6 separate regions of the Mus musculus genome follow, and all the other regions are linked to region 3. A link is a contact called in public Hi-C, HiChIP or PLAC-seq, Micro-C and promoter capture Hi-C data. All regions are on one chromosome and are shown on one strand. Each heading gives the region's core, a stretch centred on a gene start, on an enhancer-like site or on the middle of the called end of the contact. The rest is flanking DNA. Distances are from core to core; before and after follow the strand shown.

Region 1 (2,794 bases), core at 41-2,540, 630 kb after region 3:
ACTATGTGTTTTACATGCACAGATGCATACAGACAAAAGAAGACACAAAGGAGGTAAGCAATGGAAAAACAAACAGAACATCAAAATTACTCTTCTCTTTTCCATGTCAGGTTTTGCTTTTGTAGTGTCTTATGAAGTAATTTTCCTTGATGATCCTGAGTGAACATCCAATTAACAAGAGTCAACTTGATAGCATATGTGTCGTGTGTGTGTGTGTGTGTGTGTGTGTGTGTGTGTGTGTGTTCAGGCACATATGTGCCATGGTATGCATATGGATCAGAGAATAAGCCATAGAATGGGCTCTCTCTTTTACCTTGTGGATTCCAGAAATGGAATTTGGGTTGTCAGGCTTGGCAGCAAGTCCCTTTACCCACTGATGCATCTTTCTGGTTCTCAAAAAGACTTTATTTGATTAGAACAAGGTTTCAGGGTCTGCCTTACTCTTTCCTAATTAATTCAAGTGACCTGTCCCACCTTGCTGAGCCTCTGTGTCCTTTCCTGTCACATGGGGCTACAGTACAATATCTTCTTAAGGTTCTTGTGAGGTTTAGTAGCCTCCACAACCAGACTCTGCACAGTGCCTTGCATAGGGATTCCACCCTTCTCAGCCTGTCCCCTGTGTTTCATATTACCCCACATTAGCATCATTTTTGTTTTGTTTTGTTTTATTTTATGGCAAATCCAAATCCATAAACTGAGAGGATTTCATCCAGATTTTGGACTATTCGGTAATAACTTCTGATCTTTTGTTTTTGACAGTGAGATGTCTTTCTCTGAGAGCATGGGAAAACTACCTCAGCTTTTTTATGTAGTCATGACCACATTTGAACTGTTACCAGCAAGTCTAACTGAAAAGGCAACTCAATATTGCCCTGTGCTTATATTATTTTGCTCTGTCAGGAACCTGTCAGCAAGTGTTGATGAAGTGCAGAGCCAGTAGTAACAAGCGTGCATCCTGAAAGCTCCCTAACACAAGCAGCCGCAGTCGGTGCAGTGCTATTTCTTCCCAAAGAAGCCCCTCTTGTCTCTTTGCTGATGTCATTAGTGGTCCAGCCCCAGTCATTATATCTCCCCTAGAGCAATATCTTCAATGCTGCTAATTCAGTCTTTTGTATGCCTTGAACAACACAGACCCATCACAGGCCTGTGAAGTACCAGAGGCTGCAGCCAGGAATATCTTGGTAATTTATCCCCATCCTTACCTCTAATTATTCTGTTGTTCACTGGCTTGCTCAATTGAGACTCTCCAGGTTCTACATTCCCCAAGCAGAGAACAAAAGGTTTCCCTTGAGAGTGGGGCCTGGCCCTGTCAGTGCAGTGAACTGTGCATAAATTATGCAGCACTGTGGCTGGCTTTCTTTTCATAGTCTTGCTGGAGAAATTCCGGAGAAAGACCAGGCCCCTGGAACTGGGCTGGCTTATTCTTCTGAGGTTGCTTTGCTCTGAGTGTATCTGGAGAGCAAGAAGCACCCCCTGCCCCCTTCTTTTTGCTGAAGCTGCTTCAGGTTCTTCAAGAACTACAAGTGTGTTTGGTCTTTTTTTTTTTTTCCTCACTCTCTACCTGTCTAGGAAAACACAGCAGGTGCCCGCTATTAAGCTTTGCTCCGATTCCTTCATTTGACCCCTCCAACTAGACTAAACTGGCTGGGCTCTCCTTTCTGCTTTCTCAGTTATCTTTACCTCTATGAGACTGGCGCACTACCTACTGCACTAACAAGGCTCCTTTCAATTAGCCTTACTTTAAAATAATATGATTTTTTTATTAAGTCTTTGAGAATTTCATACAATGTATTGATCCTATTCACCCCCAATCCCTCTCCCTAACTCCTCTCCGATCTTCTTCTGCCTCCCTATCCACCCCAACTTTGTTTAGAAAATATAACTCATAATGTGTTGCCCCCATATCCTTAGGTGTTGGGCTTAGAAGCCCTTCACTCTCTGTCCTAGAATATTGACTGGCTTGATCTTGGGCAGGCAGCACCCATGGCATGAGCTCAGGAGCACTGTGGTCCCTGCATATGCAGAGGCCCTTTTCAATGTAGTCTTCCCATGCTTCAAGCTACCCCCACTGTCTCTCTTTCCCTCCCTTCCCCCTCTTTTTTCTCTCCCCTTTCTTCCCTACCTTTCCCCTCACTCTCTTCCTCCCTCTCTTGTCTCATTTGTAGATGGATACTCCATTGACACTTCCTCTTTTATACTTTGGCCAGAAGTGAGTTTCTGCACCATCTACCACGATCCACTGCCCAAAGAAGTTTCCCTGGTAAGGGCTGAGGGCTGCACTAATCGATGGATAGACAGAAATGAATTTAGAGGGAAATTTGATAGCCATGTAGATAGTATACAAGGATAGTGGTAGTTCAACCCTGGAACCTGTGAACTTTCCAATCTGGATTAACCTTATGTTGTTACTATTTTGGTTTATTTGTCTATGTGCATAGGATATGTTGTTTTGTTGTTTGCTTTGCTTTGATGAGATCCCCACAAAACTAATCTTCAGTCCTTATACCCTGGCAGCCAGAGCTCTGGGATCTGGGTTGAGAAGGAGCCGAGGGCTGACTTGCAATGCCATAGATCCTTACTTATTCTCTTTCAGGATGCTTTTACCCTTAACCATCTTCCTGCTGTGTGGTCCAGCTATATCTCCCTGTAGACAGTAAGGATGCCTGTCCCTCTCAGACCCTCTGGGAGTGAAACTCAGCCTCTGTGCTTCCATTCTTGTTCTCTCTTACTTCCTTGTGAATTTTTGTCTTGAAGTAATATTGAACGGTCTGCAATATGTAGAGATCATTTTTCT
Region 2 (2,728 bases), core at 208-2,707, 660 kb after region 3:
GTTGGTATATGAAGCCTACCACTGGAAGTCTTGCCTGGTTACAGGAGATAGCAGGTTCAGGAAAAATATTCCCTATTACTAGTAGTATTAGCTAGGGCCATCCTAATAGATTTTTGGGAGTTTCCATTGCCCTAGGTTTCTCCCCTGCCCCCAAATTGCCTCCCAACTCCAGTTGTCTCTTTTGGTGGGATATATTTATTCGGTGTACATGTATAGTCCTCCCTTTTTATTTAAAATACAGGAAATGGGAAAATGCAGATTCCCTATGGTTTGTGTGTAACTTAGTGGTTACTTAGTGGTTATGGTTTGTAAACTTAGTGGTTACGTAGATTAACTAGAGTGTTAGGTTGCTGAGGTTGACTAAACCAAGCAGATGTTCATGCATTGTATATCAATCGCTTCAAGGTGATTTCTTAATATTAATCTAATTTTCCTAACCAGTCTTGGTAGGTAATATTGTATCATTATACTAATGAAGAAACTACAGTGCAGGGCATTCTGGTGTTCAAGGTCATAGGTTTAAAAAGCCATAGATTCTGGAATCTCATAGGCCAGAGGTTCAGTTCAAGAGAGCTCAGATTGCATTTGAAGACATGTGTTTTCCTCGGAGCCTCACAGTTAAAACGCCACAGCAATGCAGGTAGGGAGTGGTATCATTAGAGGAGCAGGGACCTGGATATAGCAATCAGTGTGAAACAGTTGAACAGGCTGAGTTTGACTCACCTCCTGAAATCACCTTTCCCAAGACAAGCATGGTAGGCATTCAGCAAGATTTTAATTCCAGGCCGCCTGTCACTCAAGCACATTGGTGCTGATTGGAAGAGACCTCTCACCTTCACTTATGAATCCTCTTTCTGAGTACCACCGCAGAAGCTGAGGAGATGGCTCCTGACATTCCTGGAAAGAAGGAACAGAATATTTCCTTGAGAGGCTGAACTAGTAGTTTTAATCACATCAAGTACACAATTAGTTTACTTTTCCTTTCTCTGAAGGCTATTCGCCTAGGACTTGCATCTAGATCCTGTGCACACTAGATGCTATGTCATCATTGTCATTCATTTAGAGAGGGGTTCATCCAGCATTCTTGAGAGGCTTCTCCTGTGCCCCACTAGCTTTTGCATTGCATGTGACATGTCATCACTCTTATGCCTCACTTTCATGGTCACGCAGAAGGTAAGTGGTGACCTTGGTGTCTGAGGTGACCTACCCCTGTCTCCATGGTTCTTCTGTGGTTTCTTTCCCTCAACCCCATTCTGTGAGTTTTGACTTCTAGATACCCATGACCTTTTAAGTTTCTCAGCACAGATCAACCTTTCTGAGAATCCACAACAGGGGGCTGCTGTGATGAGTTTGTCGGGTCACTAGTTGACTAATGACTTTCTTTAAGGCCTTCTGGCAGGCGCTGCCTTGCCTTGAACTTTATTGATCCCAGAAGTTTGCCTGCCACTCAGGCAGCCTCTGCAGGTTCTGGGAGGTAATGAGTCATGGATCCACCTACTCTGTGACCCATCTCCTCTTGTGGTGAGCAGAATGAAGATCATCTCTTTGTGGTATCATAAAACTTAGAGAATGACATTAAAATTCTGTTAAATTTTCATACCATTTTACCTGTAGAAATATACAACGTATGGGAGGGGAGAGCAAACCAAATACCCCTATTGGTGTTCTTCCCTGCTGTTCCTATTTCAGAAGCTACTTAAGGGACAAGGTAATGATTTTATGAGGCTTATTAATACTTCATGTTCTTTGCCCCTCCTCCTGCCCTTTTCTGTCAAGGACTTTGTATCTTGGCTTTAAACTGAAGCAACTCAGCTGCCAGCACGTTGTTAAAAGCAAAATCTTTGCAGTGTCTTGCTTGTTCTGTGATGCACACCATGCACAAAGGTCTGAGGTTGACTCTTGCTACTGGGGGAAAACAGTGTTTATTTTCCAGACTTACTTTGGGGTAACTGTTGGGGAGCTAGACTAACATGAGTTTGCAACCTGATGCTGCCTTGTACTACCAAACCAGTACTTAACCTGTGTGGGGTTCAAAGGGCAAGCAGTATATCTGCTTGGTAACTTCAGTGACTTCATATAAAGCCTTTTAAAAATTGAACTAAAATATATTTGCATTATCCTTCCCCATTCACCATTCTGTTCCCCCATGTCCAACCTGAATTTATGGATTCTTTTTCTTCAGCCTTTGTATAGACATAGGAACAAATCATCATATAAATACAGCCTGCAGAGTTCTTTCAGTGTTACATATATATGTTCATATTATGAATATATACGTACATATATATTCATATTTCTAGTGGTGAGTACTTAGCATTGGATAACCACACAGGGGACTAATCCCTGGGAAAGACCAATTCTCCCTATCTCATCAGTTTTTAATCGCATTTACCTCTTCATCTAGGCATGGGACCTGGTGAGATTGCTCCCATCTGCATTGTGATGCCAACTGTTGTTTGAATTGTTCAAGTCCTGATTAAGAACATGCTGTTGTGATTTCATTAGTGTAGTTTTTTCTGTAATAGCTAGAAGGCACAATCTTATAGCAACCTTCATGGATTTATGGCTCTTAAAATACTTTCATGTTTTTTTCCTCAGGGTTTCCTGAGACACAGGTGCAGGAGGTTTTTTGTTTGTTTGTTTGTTTGTTGTTGTTGGTTTTTTTTTTTTCTGGTTTATCAGCTGGCGATAGGCACCCTAGTATCAGTTGTTCATTTTAACCATTTGG
Region 3 (2,741 bases), core at 140-2,639:
ACGAAGCCCTCGGCGAAGCCCTCCTGCTCGTCGGTCACGTTCTTGGGGCACAAGAACTGGGTGGGGGTCGGTGTAGTGGTGATGTGCCCATTGCTGGACTGGATGATCAGGCGCTCCAGCTCCGGCGACGCCAGCTTGAGCAGCCCGACGTCGGGCGACGTGAGAAGGTCCGAGTTCTTGGCGCGGAGGTGCGGCTTCAGACTGCCCACCGGGTCGGCCAGGTTCAAGGTCATGCTCTGTTTTAGGATCTTAGGGTTACTGTAGCCGTAGGCACCGCTCTCGGACTGGAGGAACGAGGCGTTGAGGGCATCGTCGTAGAAGGTCGTTTCCATCTTTGCAGTCATAGAACGGTCCGTCACTTCACGCGGGGTTAGCCTGGGCTGTGCGCAGAAGTTTCGGGGCCGCAACAGCGCGCCGGGAAGCGGGGGGATACCCGCGCGTCCCCGCTTCTGTAACAAAGTTTGTTTAGGAGCGTGCGCTCCAGACGGCAGTGCTTCCCCCTGAGCCCTCCTCCCCAGTTCGCTCCAGGGAGCGCAGGGTTAAGACTCCGCTAGCACTCACGTTGGTAGGCTCCCGCGCGATGCCGAGCTTTGAAAAGTCGCGGTCACTCACGGAGCGCTCTCGGGGAGCAGCGGTTCCTTGGAGCCCGCAGACCAGTCCCAGCAACAGCGGCTCTCCGGCGGTGCTGACCAGTCGTCACGGAATTCTCGGTGGAAGCCCGCGATCGGGCTCTGCCGCCCGGCCTCCGACAACTGTCCCCTCCTCCGCTGTGAGGGGGAGGGGGACGCTAGGCAGCCGCGGCTAGCGCTCGCCCAACTTCAGCCGCCTGTGCGAACTGGTATGAGTATAGGTTCCTCTTCTCCCTTTTCTTTACAGTCTCGGTGGCAGCCTTAAGGCGCAGAAGAGATTTGCAAAAGTTCGCTCCCGGCCACTTGTTACCGGTCCTCTGGGTCAGGAAAGTTGCTGGCCGGTAGCCGCTCGCCTATTTCCTCGCGCGGTCGGGAGCCGCTCTCGATGCTGTCAGCAGCGCCCGGACTTGTGAGCTTCTTCTCCGTGGAAGGCGGGAGAAGGGACTCTCCAAATGCTCCCCAAAATACCGGTGCAGGAGCCGCGGGCGCTGGATCCAAGCAGTTGGTGAGAAAATGAAGACAAACGGATGAACAGTCCGGAGTCCGCGGCCGACCGGGTTGGCCAAGTCCGTCCGTCTGTCTGTCTGTCTGCCTGAGCGCTCTCCTGCCAGGCTGTCTCTGCCACACTCAGTGCAACTCTGAGTCCTTATCCAGCCTGAGCTCAACACTTATCTGCTACCAGTCAATCCCTAAAAATAGCCCATGATGTCACCCCGAGGCTTTCCCATTGGCTTGCGTCGTTCTCAGGGGGGCGGGCCCACCCGTCGCCATGGAGACCTCACCCTAGAAGATTCTTCTCTGGGCCCGCGAAGGCTCACGGGATGAGGTAATGCTCCGCTGCGCTCCTACAGTTGGGCCCTTCTTTCTCCTCCTCCCCCCCCCCCCTCCCGCGCTCAGCTTCGGCTTGTGTTCCCGGGTTCCCTCCCCGGCGCGTCTTTCCCGGCCCGCCCGGTGCATTGTGGGCTGACGTCTTGGTTTGGCTGTCTAGTGACGGAGGCTGCCGGTCGGCAGGACCCTTGCGGAGTCTGTCGGAGGCGGGCTCAAGTTCAGGGCTGGGGACTGGGACCGAGACGCGGGGATCCAGAAAGCAGGGGAGGCGCGCTAGTGGCCGGGGGCGGAGAGCTTGGGTGGGAGTGAAGGTTGCACACAGGCGCGCGCCCGCGCGCGGGCACACACACACACACACACACGCACGCACGCCCGAGAAAGGGCTGAATGATCTGAGTGACTGAAGCTGGCTCCGCACCCCCGCACTTCCGGGGGACAGAGCGATGCGGGTTAAAAGGGTTGTGTGCGCCCTGGGTGTGGGAGCACGTAAGTGCGTTGAAGTTGAGCGGGTTTGAGAGTAGCCCTCCAAGATGAGTATGCTTGGAAGTTTAGTTTCGGAGAAGGATCTGCGCCGCAGTGTGCTGTACCTGGAAACCAGAGATTTGCGGTGTTCGGAACCGACTCATCAGGGTCCCCGGCACAACACTTTATTCTCTGGACGTGCCGGGGGAGGGGTGTTCGCTTTGCCTCCGAGGGACCCCTCCTCTAGGTGTGAAAGATGCTAGCCCAGCGCCCATGGGGTGTCGAAAGCAACATATAAAGGTTCGAAACTCAGGAAACCTCGGCGATCGCCTGCGCTAGCACATACACACGGTCCCGCGCACACTCAGTCTGCGCCCGCCCTTCCTCCCTCCCTGATTTGCTTCTGGGAAAACAAGCCTTGAGAGCTGCGGACTCGCCCCAAGTCACGGTGCTTAAGCAGGAGTCCCTGGTAGAAACAGGCTGAAAACTCCCCTCCCCGCTCACTGGTGGAGTCATATCCTGTGCGGCCTCTAGGAAGCGCTAGACACATGTAAGTTATTTCTTTTCTAAGGTTCTGCTATCAGCCCTCCACCCTCCACCCCTCAGGACTAAAGAGGTGGCAAGCTTGGTTCTCCCAGGGCATAAGGGCAAATCTCAGAACTTCTCTGAGCTTTATTGGTCTCATCTAGAAGTAGAGCGAATGAGGTCCACTACACCGGGCTGCCAGGCATTAGTTTTGACTCTGAGAATAGCCCCCTTCCCTACCAGCTTCGGAGTTACCCTGGGCCGTCGGTGGGGTGGGGGTGGGGTGATTTGGAGGAT
Region 4 (2,844 bases), core at 179-2,678, 520 kb after region 3:
CTGCTTTTACTGAAGTTCAATGACCAGTAGGCTTCCAGGATCTGTCTGGTTTTACTACAATCCTGGAGGTTAGGAAGGAGAAAGAAAGAAAGAGAGAGAGAGAGAGAGAGAGAGAGAGAGAGAGAGAGAGAGAGAGAGAGAGAGAGAGAGAGAGAGAGAAGATAGGGAGAGAGAAAGAAAAAAGATAGGGAGAGGGAGAGGGAAAGAGAGAGAGGCACAGACTTAAGATGCTGGCCATTCAAACTCATGTCCTTATACATATGCAGCAAGTCCTCCTACCTGCTGAGCCATCCTCCTAGCCCTGTGCATGCTAATTTTTAAAAAAAAACATAACAATCATTATGTATTTATACCATGGATGCTCTTTTTTTTCTCTCTTTGTACTTTTTGTAAATACATTTGAGATTTGTTCAAGGGCATGCGTGAGTTATTTGGAAACAATTTGATCCTTCGGAGTCTTGTTTTATGGCTTGTCAATTGGACCCACAACACTATTCTGTATTCTGCGTTTTGCCTAGAACTCTGTGAGCTATGATTTTCCTTGGTTGATATGAAGGTATAGGTTATAGTGCTCTGTGATCCACTGAAATTTTACTGTAGTGCTTCCGGGTGCTTCTGCTTTTCTGCCTTGGATCTGCTGTGCAGTGCTTTGAGTGTCTTCCTGATGCAGCTCTCTCCTCTCTTGTACTCCATCTGCACATATGACAATGTGTGACATAGTTTGCACATAGTCCCCGGCATTCATCTGGAGCAATTGAAGGAATTATCTTTTTTTTTTTTTTTAACTAATTTTTCTCTAATGGTGAACGTAGCCAGATTTCCAACAGTCTGAGACATACATCTATTTATTTATTTATTTATTTAGTCTTTTTAGAATCACTATAAGGGTGGAGGATATGGTTCTTACAACTCTTCTTTGGCTAGAAATAGAAATTGCCAACTACAAGTTTTGAATAAAATATATAGAAGGGACTATTTGAAAGTGAAGAAGGGATTTTTGAGGTACTAAGGCGTCAGTAATAATGGAGAACTTTTTACTATATGAAGCCATGGGATCATGGGCAAAGAAGTGTGTTAGAAGGAAATATAAGATGCCCCCAAATGGAGTTGTTCTTAGAAAGGGAACTATGCAAAAATGAGGCTAGACTGGAGGTATGAGCAGTAGAACGATCCTGAAATGGAGTTCCCATCCTCCATGAGTAGAAGTAAAGAGTGAATAGAGTGATGGGGAAAATGGGCTTGCTATATGAAGGAAAATTATATTCTTACCCAAACAAAGCATAATTTTCTCCAGGAGTGTATTTTGAAATTGTCATTAGCAAGGATAACTCAATGAGGTAGAGTTCAGGAGTGGGGGTGGGGTGGGTCCTTATACAGTGCAGTTTGTAGGGGCTGGGTTCAGGGACGACTGAGGAAGGAGTGATACATTAGGGTGAGTTTATTGCTCGTCCTTGGCCATCTAGACTTGTGGCTGAGCTGTTCTGAAGACCTCTGCACACAAGGCCGAAAGCTTAGTCACTTGGGTTCTGCTAACTGACTGTGGAAGTGAAGGTCTAAAAGTAGGAAAAAAATTCTATAAAATCAAGAATGGTTTAGATAGATCAGACTCAATTAGCTTGCCAAATTCTGAGCTAGTGGAATTTTGTGCTAACTTTGATATTATAATAAGTTTAATTTAGGATTTTAAAAAGTTGCCTTGTGACATGGGTGGAAAGCTCAGATGATTGAAACCCTGTCTGATACCTGCAAAGGCCTCACATCTCAGAAGCATTGTTCTCTGCCCAGTTGTTGTGGGCAGTCTGGGGCTGTAGGTAAGATTAGTATGGCTTTTGACTAAGGGTAAATTTTATAGTACCCTTGGTTGCCACAGAAAATATTCAGGAATATTTTGACTGAAGATAGAGGCTATCTCAAAAATAAATAGGAGGAAGTTAGATGCATGTGAATGTAATTACTGAAAAATGCAGGAAACATTACTCTCTGGTCAGCTCCCAGGGGAAGAGCATGGGACCTGAGGAAGCAATATTTAAATTAATCCTTATGATTGTCCTGAGTAATAATGTTCCAGGTATGCACGGCCATGCAAGCTTAGGCCTCTATTCTTTTAAAAAACAATGCAAAAGGGGACATACTGTATAATCTATGAGCTTTTTTTTTTCTTTGAAACAGAGTCTCATACTGTAGCTCAGGTTAGCTTGGAACTCACTCCGTAAATACAGAGTAGCCTTGAACTCATACTGATCCTCCTGCCTCAACCTCTTAGCTCAGCAGCGTGGCAGCTTGGCAGGATTTGCTTTTAAGTTAATAATATATGATCAGCATGTTTCTGTAGCTCTTTTCTTATTCTTTTGGATAGCTACTGATATATTATTTTTATAAACTCTCTTCTCAATAAACACGTGCAAATTTTCTCTTCTTTTTTCTCGCAAGGGTGCTCTTGCATTTATAAAAGGTGTTAGAGTGGCCGTGCTTCTTTAGCTTTATGGTGAACCAATGCTTCATCAGTTCTTAGAAGTTAAACTGCTGGGTAAAGGTAGACTGTAAAAGCTGACCGATACTGCCAGTCGTTTAACCAGTGATTGAGTGAGTCGCTTTGCTGTGGAAAGTATCCCTGCTAATGCTCTAACTGAAAGTGGGTATTTTCAGAGTTCCAATGTCTGCTAATCTGTTATGTTGAAATTATATCTCAGTATTGTTTTGATTTTAACCCTTCGCTCCTTTGAAGCTGGAAATGTGTTCATTTATTTCTCTCTCTGAGGACTGCCCACTTATTATTTGTGTTTCAAAAGAGAGAAGAGTAAGGCCAAAGGCAGCAAACTGGAAGTTCTACAGGTATGTAGTGTA
Region 5 (2,999 bases), core at 44-2,543, 560 kb after region 3:
TAGTATTACCCTGGGGTATCTGCTGTGAACTGGCATTGAAGAAACATACAACAGGGAAACCATAAACTTGAGCTCCTTCCCAAATTTATATATCTGACTTATGCTAAGTAAGTTCTAAGTTTTATATTTTATCATTCAACAGAATGACTGAAAAATGTTTATAGAGCTAGTTCTTATTAAATGAACAATTTGGATCCCATATAACCGTTCTGTCCGACCTAAAATTTTAAGGTAAATACAAACTATAAAACAAAAAGCCATTTAGTTCTCAAAGTTTAGATCCAAAGTTAAACTTACATTTCGAGAATTATCCTTGAGAGTGTGGTCTTAAGTTTTCTTCTACTATACAAATACCAGCCTAGAAACTCCTTTATGTACCCCAGGACAATATATGAATCTCTTAGAAACTCTGTCTCTTCTCCTTTGCACTCTGACCAAATATTATGTAAATAGAAAGAATGAATGAATAGCTCAATTAGTCTTTGCTCCTTCTTGGTTCCAGGGCCCTGAAAGGATCCTGCAGCTATGATCTCACTGCAAGCTTGTCTCTGAGCAGTGAGCTGTGCCTATTTTGCTGGGTGATTTGCAAGTGAGATCAGGGACTCCTCTGATGTCTAATGTATCTTGCAGCCTGAAGGGGCAATGCACTGGGTAGAACCTGTGGAGGGAAGTCTGATCTCAGTGGGAAGCAATGTTGAACCTATATCCACACCCGCTATATAAACTGCATTTGCAGTGGAGCCACTTCAGAGTGGCTTCTGGGGTTTGTCATCTAAGTGGTCCATGTCTTTTGACTCGAAAGTCCCCCAAAGGTATGCATTCCAGGATCGTTAGAGAGTTTCCTAAGTCAGGGCTCCACTGTGCTACCTGTTTATTATTGCAGCATTGCTAAGGGGTCTAAACCCTGTGATGGATAGAGTTTTCCCTTGTTGATGATATGTTGAAGTGTCTTGAAACTTACCCATTACTCATTAAAGAAATGAAGAGTACAGTCTCTCTTTAAATGATTATTTATAGAATTCATAATGTTTATAATGTTATTAATAAATACCTTTATTTTACTATTATTACTTTCATTTTTACTTAGCCACTGATTAATGAAAATTTTTGCCCATGGACTAGCACTATGGTTTTGGCATTTGAGAACAGCTGCTGCATTCGACCTCTAGGTCCATCAGCATTGGCATTTTGTGAACTCCAGAGACATGTTGGGAGAGGCGGGGACCATCAGAGAGATGCCTCTTACAGTTGTCTTGGTAGGCAGCCATGTGGTCTGGCCTTGTTTGGGGGGGCCAGAGGTCTGTCCAGGGACCTGAAAGAGAGTGGATCATTGTAGAAGTATTTATCCAGCGCCTCCCTAGCTCTTGGAAGCAGCAGCTGGATGGTGGTTATAGGAGGTGGGGCTCGGGTTCATGGCCAGGATTTCTCTCCAGTTCTTCCCATTGTCTGTATGATCTCGGCGGCTCATGTGCCTGAGGCCCTGAGGTCCCTATTTATGAAATGGAGTCCCTGGCATATTGGGTGTCAGAGTGGATACAGCAAACTCTTAATTACTTGATGCAGTAGTGCCTCTAACAGAACCTCTTCAGCATGGCTTCTGCTATTTGTTGTCTCAGTGGTCCATGTCTTCTGACTCAAAAATCCCCCAAAGGTATGCATTTGAGCATCATTGGAGAGATTACTAAGTCAGAGGACTCCACTGCGCTACCTGTTATTACAGCATTGCTAAGGGGTCTAAACTCTGTGAATCAAAACATTTGATTATTGGGATATATTTTTGATATGCTTGTTTCTGTGCCCAATTAAGTAATCCAACAGTGAAGGAGATAGGGTTCACATTGTTTAAGGGACAAGGCCTTGACAAAAATTATGCTTAATCTTTACAGACAGCTTTTAGGAAAGGATGCATACATGTAAATTTTAGTAGATTTACTAATTTATAAGCTTGTTGACACTATAAAATAAAAGATACTACAATAATGTTTAGTTAGGTTTAAATCAGAGACTTGCATTAGTAAGGGATATTCATATGTGAATATTTTATAAAGTTATGTAAAGTCATCTGACCAGAAAAACTGTCACTAGATATTATCTTATTTTGGATTGTGTTCGTATAAGTTTGAGTGAAAATTTTATTTTCAAAATAAACCCTCATTAAAAAAAAAGCTATTCTCCAAACCAAAACAATTTTAAAAGGATGTTTTCTTTTGTTAATTAATAAAAAAGTACACTAGTCACCTTTCTGTTCCCAAAGTCTCATCACTTTACAACAGAATCACAGCCTGGTCACCATGCCTTTGTCTTTAGTTTTATGGGCTTTGTGGGACACTTAACCTAAACTATAGCAAGATGCTCTGTGAAATGGGATCCCAAATGAGTCACGGTAAACAGACTCTGACCTCTTTGAAACAGAGGTTGCTTACTGTCTGCTCTTCAGACTTTGAAGAAAGATGAAGAAAATCACATTAGCAACTTCTACTAGGATATTGCCAAAATAACACTCATCCATTTGAACATGAACCTCTCAGTTCCTATTTAAACAGGAGCTCCCAGGTCCTATCTGAAGCAATGAGATATGCTAAGAGGGGCACACTTACTGCAGTCGCTGTCTGGTAGAGTTGGGAGGTCTGTTTCAGATTGTACTCAAGTTTTACACAGCTCACAGGCCAAGGTCACAGGACAGGGAGGTTGTCTAGGGGGTAAGGTAGGGTTAGATTAGGAGTACTAGGGGTAGTAGAATTTGTAAGGGATACTCTGTGGTACCTAAAGAATGAGCCCTGAAGAATGAGCACTAGGTAGTCAAGGTCCTTGGAGGTCTGTTTATAATTGGAATTTCCTTTTGGAACATCATGGTATAGATTCCAGTTGCCCATTAGCCACAGTGAGAGAAAGCCAGCAGTTGTTTGCCACCCACTTCCAGCTCTCTCACTCTAAGGACATTAACCTGAGAATTCCAAGGAGGAGCTTTGAGCACTCTCATGGCTCAGCTTCCTTTCTGA
Region 6 (3,160 bases), core at 329-2,828, 610 kb after region 3:
TGAGAGATGGTTGGGGGGAGTATAGGAATTGCAGAGTCAGGTAGCATAGAGGTCTTGCCATGAGAGTATCCAGAACAAAGGGAGGGAGAGAGAACAAGATGGAGGTAGAGAGGCAATTAGTAGGCTGGGAAAGAAGTTGCAGAATGTCATCTGAAATAATAGCATTATCTCCACAGTGTTAGCACTTTGTAAATGCATTCAGAACTTTCTTCCAGTCAATCTTGCTTCAGAAGATTCCTTAGAGAGGCTTCCCCTGAGCCTCTGCCTATATATCAGCATGTTCAGTCTATATATCAGCATGTTCAGTCTATATATCAGCATGTTCTGCCTATATATCAGCATGTTCATCATCTTATGATGTTTGCTACTCTCCAGAAACACATTGTTTAATTCCTTGATTTTATTGAGGGAGAAGATATGAACCCTTCAAATATCGTCTTGGCTTCTTGAAGTCAATAGCCTTAGTATTTTCTCTCCAGTGCCTAGAAATATGGCTAAAACTTTAGTTGGAAGCCAGGAGATGCCTTAGTTTGTAAACTGCACTTGCTGTGTAAGCATAAAAACAAAATTCTGATTCCAATACTCATGTAAAAATCCAGGCATGGTGGTAGGCACATATAATCCTCACACTGGGGAGGTAGAGGCAAGAGGAGCTCTTGAGCTTGCTGGCCTGCTATCTTCTCTGAATCAGTGAGTTACAGATACAACGTTAGACACTATCTAAAAAAAAAAAAGTAGGGAGGAATTGAGGAAAATATTAGACAATGACACCTTGCCTTTACATGGGTACATACATGCACATATGCGCACAGGCATTCACAAACATACTACATATACACACACTAAATAAATAAAAAGATAGATAGATAGATAATCATTTAAATCCTTAGTCAGCTCTGGTGATTATTAGTTGAAAGGGTGGATGTACATGGTTGTGGTTTAACCCCCCATGATGGCTGTAGCTCTCTTAGCCAGGCTAAGCAGTGCATATACAGTCTTGGAGATTATTTTTCTGATTTTTATTTATTTTCAAAGTTCCGTTTACTGCCAGACTTGTAATTGATAAAAACAAAAATTTTGCAACAGATGGTACCACCTGCAATACAACTAAGTCGTCGTCGTCGTCGTCGTCGTCGTCGTCGTCGTCGTCGTCGTCGTCGTCTTCTTCTTCTTCTTCTTCTTCTTCTTCTTCTTCTTCTTCTTCTTCTTCTTCTTCTTCTTCTTCTTCTTCTTCTTCTTCTTCTTCTTCTTCTTCTTCTTCTTCTTCTTCTCCTATCCCTACCTCTCCCCGTCAGATATCAATAAACAAAGTTGTTTTTTTTAATTCTTCATTTGGAGGAAGGGTACATTTACTATTGTGAGTCAGGCAAGGAAAGTCTGTAACCACAGGGACAGCTGGAGAGTCAGGTCCATAGAGGGTACCCAGGGCAGGTGAGAAGGCGCCTCCCTGTCTGCTAACAGCAGCTGGGTACTAGCCCTGCCCTCCCCAAAGACATTCAGTTGAAACCAGTGCTCTATGGGATTCTTCCCAGCTGACAGAAGCAGATGCCTGCGGGCAGCAGAGAATCTGCCTGTGGCACCAGTGGCAGAGGTGCCATTCATTTATGACTCATGAAGACAGGAGATGGCTGAGGGGCCAGTCAGTTGCCTCGTGTTTCCTTCCTCGGCTGGCACAATCCACTTTGCTCTAGCTTTGCTCTGGATGTAGTTTCTGCACTAGGAGAATTTCCTTTGCTTATGCTCACAAGGGCAAAACTGGGCCAGAGATATGGAAAGCTCTACATATTCCATTAAAGCATTTGAGCCAATTCATAGTTCCTGCCTTTACCTGTCACAGGAGGGAGCCTGTCAGGATTCCATCACAAGCAATCTGTTAAGAGCAGCAGCTCCTCTGTGCAGTCTGAGGAGGCAAAGAAGGCCGTCACAGTACCTTCCATGACTTAGCTAGGATGGATGGGCAGTTGAGAGGTGGAGTGCATGGTGGACATAACAGTGCACGAGAGGGAGGCTGTTTCTGTTCTTGGGCTGGAAAGGTTACTTAGTAAGTCACTTAATTAACCCCAGTGGCTTTTGGCTCACTCATCTCTAACAAGGGATGCTGGCTGTGGACATGGGACGGCAGATAAATTAGTTAGTTCTAGTGAGTTGTGAGTTGCTGTCAGGAGCACAATGGAGGGACAGGGAAATTCAGTCTCTGCTAAGAGAGGAACAGCAGTCACCTCTTGATGTTTGCTCAGTGTGTGGATGGGGGTGGGGTAGTCACACTTGCCAAGTGTAATTGGATTCGCTGGTAACTTCTGCCTAAGTTATGTGTCCATCTGTTGTGCGGTGACTCTAGAGAAGCTGGATAATGTTTCCCAATTATAATAATTTCTCAGGACTCTATTATGATGGTGAGGAATATACACCTAGCCATTATTATATTTAAGATTATGTTATTTAAAAGTGGGGCTTGGGAGATGGCTCAGTCAGTACAGTGCTTGCTGAGGATCTAAGTTCAGGTCCTTCAAACTTGTGTAAAATCCTGGGCATGCCAGTGCATACTCACAGTTCCAGCACTGGGTTGAGCAGAGACAGGAGGATCTTTGGAGCTCCCTGGCCAGCTAGCTTAGCCAAGTGAGTGATCTTCAGGATCAGTGAGACAGAAAATAATGTGCAGAGAAACTGATGTAGACTCTTAATATCAACTCCAGGCTTGCATACGCACATATGCATCACACCACACTCATAGGGGCATTCTCTCTCTCTCTCTCTCTCTCTCTCACACACACACACACACACACACACACACACACACACACACACAATTCCTTATAGTCAGAGGGACTAAGGGTCATATGATTAGACAACTTGCCCATGATAACTGAGCTAGTAATGATAGTTGAACTCCCAGCGGGAGTTCCATTCTAGGGCTTCAGGTCTTCATATTCCCCATGATGAATGGCCACTCATCCTACTTCCAAACTAAAGCACATCTTAGTACAGGTTATCACAAAATCCAGTGTCTATGGCATTGCTTGTGGGTACTCTGGGCTGAGAAAGGTATGCCAAAGGTTTATTTGATCCTAATTGTTTTAAGTCTTTAATGTTTATGCAGTATTCTCAAAATAACATGAACATTCACTGAGTCCTAGTGACACATGGGACACTGTATGGAATG

What was found. Promoter capture Hi-C pulls out the DNA fragments that hold promoters and counts their contacts. A called contact is a pair of places that touch in the nucleus more often than the background predicts. HiChIP or PLAC-seq counts read pairs in DNA pulled down with a chosen protein or histone mark.
Region 1: an H3K4me3 HiChIP or PLAC-seq map of bone marrow-derived macrophages shows a contact between it and region 3, with 15 times the contacts expected there. The contact joins the enhancer-like site here to the promoter of Junos in region 3. A contact is called at or near these places in 16 of 39 promoter capture datasets (3T3-L1-derived adipocytes, the C10 cell line, the HPC-7 cell line and 10 more), 5 of 15 datasets of contacts at CTCF or cohesin (CD8 T cells, the NIH/3T3 cell line, embryonic stem cells and 2 more), 13 of 484 Hi-C or Micro-C datasets (the N1E-115 cell line, Th1 cells, bone marrow-derived macrophages and 4 more), 42 of 115 datasets of contacts at active chromatin or transcription factors (the 230-238 cell line, CD8 T cells, DN3 thymocytes and 30 more) and 4 of 9 other capture datasets (adipose tissue, embryonic stem cells, liver and 1 more).
Region 2: an H3K4me3 HiChIP or PLAC-seq map of bone marrow-derived macrophages shows a contact between it and region 3, with 11 times the contacts expected there. The contact joins the enhancer-like site here to the promoter of Junos in region 3. A contact is called at or near these places in 17 of 39 promoter capture datasets (3T3-L1-derived adipocytes, the C10 cell line, the HPC-7 cell line and 10 more), 4 of 15 datasets of contacts at CTCF or cohesin (CD8 T cells, the NIH/3T3 cell line, large pre-B cells and 1 more), 3 of 484 Hi-C or Micro-C datasets (CD4 T cells, bone marrow-derived macrophages and cortical neurons), 32 of 115 datasets of contacts at active chromatin or transcription factors (the 230-238 cell line, CD8 T cells, T-cell acute lymphoblastic leukemia and 23 more) and 3 of 9 other capture datasets (embryonic stem cells, liver and macrophages).
Region 4: a contact with region 3 is called in a Micro-C map of granulosa cells, with 3 times the contacts expected there. The contact joins the enhancer-like site here to the promoter of Junos in region 3. A contact is called at or near these places in 15 of 39 promoter capture datasets (the 3T3-L1 cell line, 3T3-L1-derived adipocytes, the C10 cell line and 10 more), 2 of 15 datasets of contacts at CTCF or cohesin (large pre-B cells and pro-B cells), 26 of 484 Hi-C or Micro-C datasets (the 3T3-L1 cell line, B cells, the NIH/3T3 cell line and 17 more), 43 of 115 datasets of contacts at active chromatin or transcription factors (the 230-238 cell line, CD4 single positive thymocytes, CD8 T cells and 31 more) and 5 of 9 other capture datasets (adipose tissue, bone marrow-derived macrophages, embryonic stem cells and 2 more).
Region 5: a contact with region 3 is called in a Hi-C map of myocytes, with 5 times the contacts expected there. The contact joins the enhancer-like site here to the promoter of Junos in region 3. A contact is called at or near these places in 19 of 39 promoter capture datasets (the 3T3-L1 cell line, 3T3-L1-derived adipocytes, the C10 cell line and 12 more), 2 of 15 datasets of contacts at CTCF or cohesin (the NIH/3T3 cell line and large pre-B cells), 11 of 484 Hi-C or Micro-C datasets (the MNK3 cell line, Th1 cells, bone marrow-derived macrophages and 7 more), 42 of 115 datasets of contacts at active chromatin or transcription factors (CD4 single positive thymocytes, DN3 thymocytes, T-cell acute lymphoblastic leukemia and 32 more) and 4 of 9 other capture datasets (adipose tissue, embryonic stem cells, liver and 1 more).
Region 6: a promoter capture Hi-C map of hippocampal neurons shows a contact between it and region 3, with 23 times the contacts expected there. The contact joins the enhancer-like site here to the promoter of Junos in region 3. A contact is called at or near these places in 20 of 39 promoter capture datasets (the 3T3-L1 cell line, 3T3-L1-derived adipocytes, the C10 cell line and 12 more), 2 of 15 datasets of contacts at CTCF or cohesin (large pre-B cells and pro-B cells), 8 of 484 Hi-C or Micro-C datasets (bone marrow-derived macrophages, cerebral cortex, forebrain and 5 more), 38 of 115 datasets of contacts at active chromatin or transcription factors (DN3 thymocytes, SST interneurons, T-cell acute lymphoblastic leukemia and 31 more) and 4 of 9 other capture datasets (adipose tissue, embryonic stem cells, macrophages and 1 more).

Annotation. Positions count from the first base shown.
Region 1 is chr4:95,683,646-95,686,439 of GRCm38.p6, forward strand. The region is part of intron 5 of Fggy (FGGY carbohydrate kinase domain containing); the gene reads left to right. Among named protein-coding and RNA genes, the nearest start is that of Fggy, 130 kb to the left of the region's middle. Within about 2 kb of position 1,291, at least 93 of the 459 cell types and tissues checked have an H3K27ac peak or open chromatin away from gene starts, as enhancers often do. A contact at or near this core is called in the 230-238 cell line, the N1E-115 cell line, astrocytes and 14 more, where this site is marked.
Region 2 is chr4:95,706,919-95,709,646 of GRCm38.p6, forward strand. All of the region lies in intron 6 of Fggy (FGGY carbohydrate kinase domain containing), which reads left to right. Among named protein-coding and RNA genes, the nearest start is that of Fggy, 150 kb to the left of the region's middle. Within about 2 kb of position 1,458, at least 13 of the 459 cell types and tissues checked have an H3K27ac peak or open chromatin away from gene starts, as enhancers often do. A contact at or near this core is called in CD8 T cells, acute myeloid leukemia, bone marrow-derived macrophages and 1 more, where this site is marked.
Region 3 is chr4:95,050,928-95,053,668 of GRCm38.p6, forward strand. It overlaps Junos (a long non-coding RNA gene), which reads left to right and starts at 1,390. Exons shown (of 5, transcript XR_867920.3): 1 at 1,390-1,455. It overlaps Jun (jun proto-oncogene), which reads right to left and starts at 1,295. Exons shown (of 1, transcript NM_010591.2): 1 at 1-1,295. The coding sequence starts at 344.
Region 4 is chr4:95,570,398-95,573,241 of GRCm38.p6, forward strand. The region is part of intron 1 of Fggy (FGGY carbohydrate kinase domain containing); the gene reads left to right. Among named protein-coding and RNA genes, the nearest start is that of Fggy, 14 kb to the left of the region's middle. Within about 2 kb of position 1,429, at least 1 of the 459 cell types and tissues checked has an H3K27ac peak or open chromatin away from gene starts, as enhancers often do. A contact at or near this core is called in granulosa cells, where this site is marked.
Region 5 is chr4:95,610,273-95,613,271 of GRCm38.p6, forward strand. All of the region lies in intron 4 of Fggy (FGGY carbohydrate kinase domain containing), which reads left to right. Among named protein-coding and RNA genes, the nearest start is that of Fggy, 54 kb to the left of the region's middle. Within about 2 kb of position 1,294, at least 8 of the 459 cell types and tissues checked have an H3K27ac peak or open chromatin away from gene starts, as enhancers often do. A contact at or near this core is called in fibro-adipogenic progenitors and myocytes, where this site is marked.
Region 6 is chr4:95,662,278-95,665,437 of GRCm38.p6, forward strand. The region is part of intron 5 of Fggy (FGGY carbohydrate kinase domain containing); the gene reads left to right. Among named protein-coding and RNA genes, the nearest start is that of Fggy, 110 kb to the left of the region's middle. Within about 2 kb of position 1,579, at least 12 of the 459 cell types and tissues checked have an H3K27ac peak or open chromatin away from gene starts, as enhancers often do. A contact at or near this core is called in hippocampal neurons, muscle stem cells and myocytes, where this site is marked.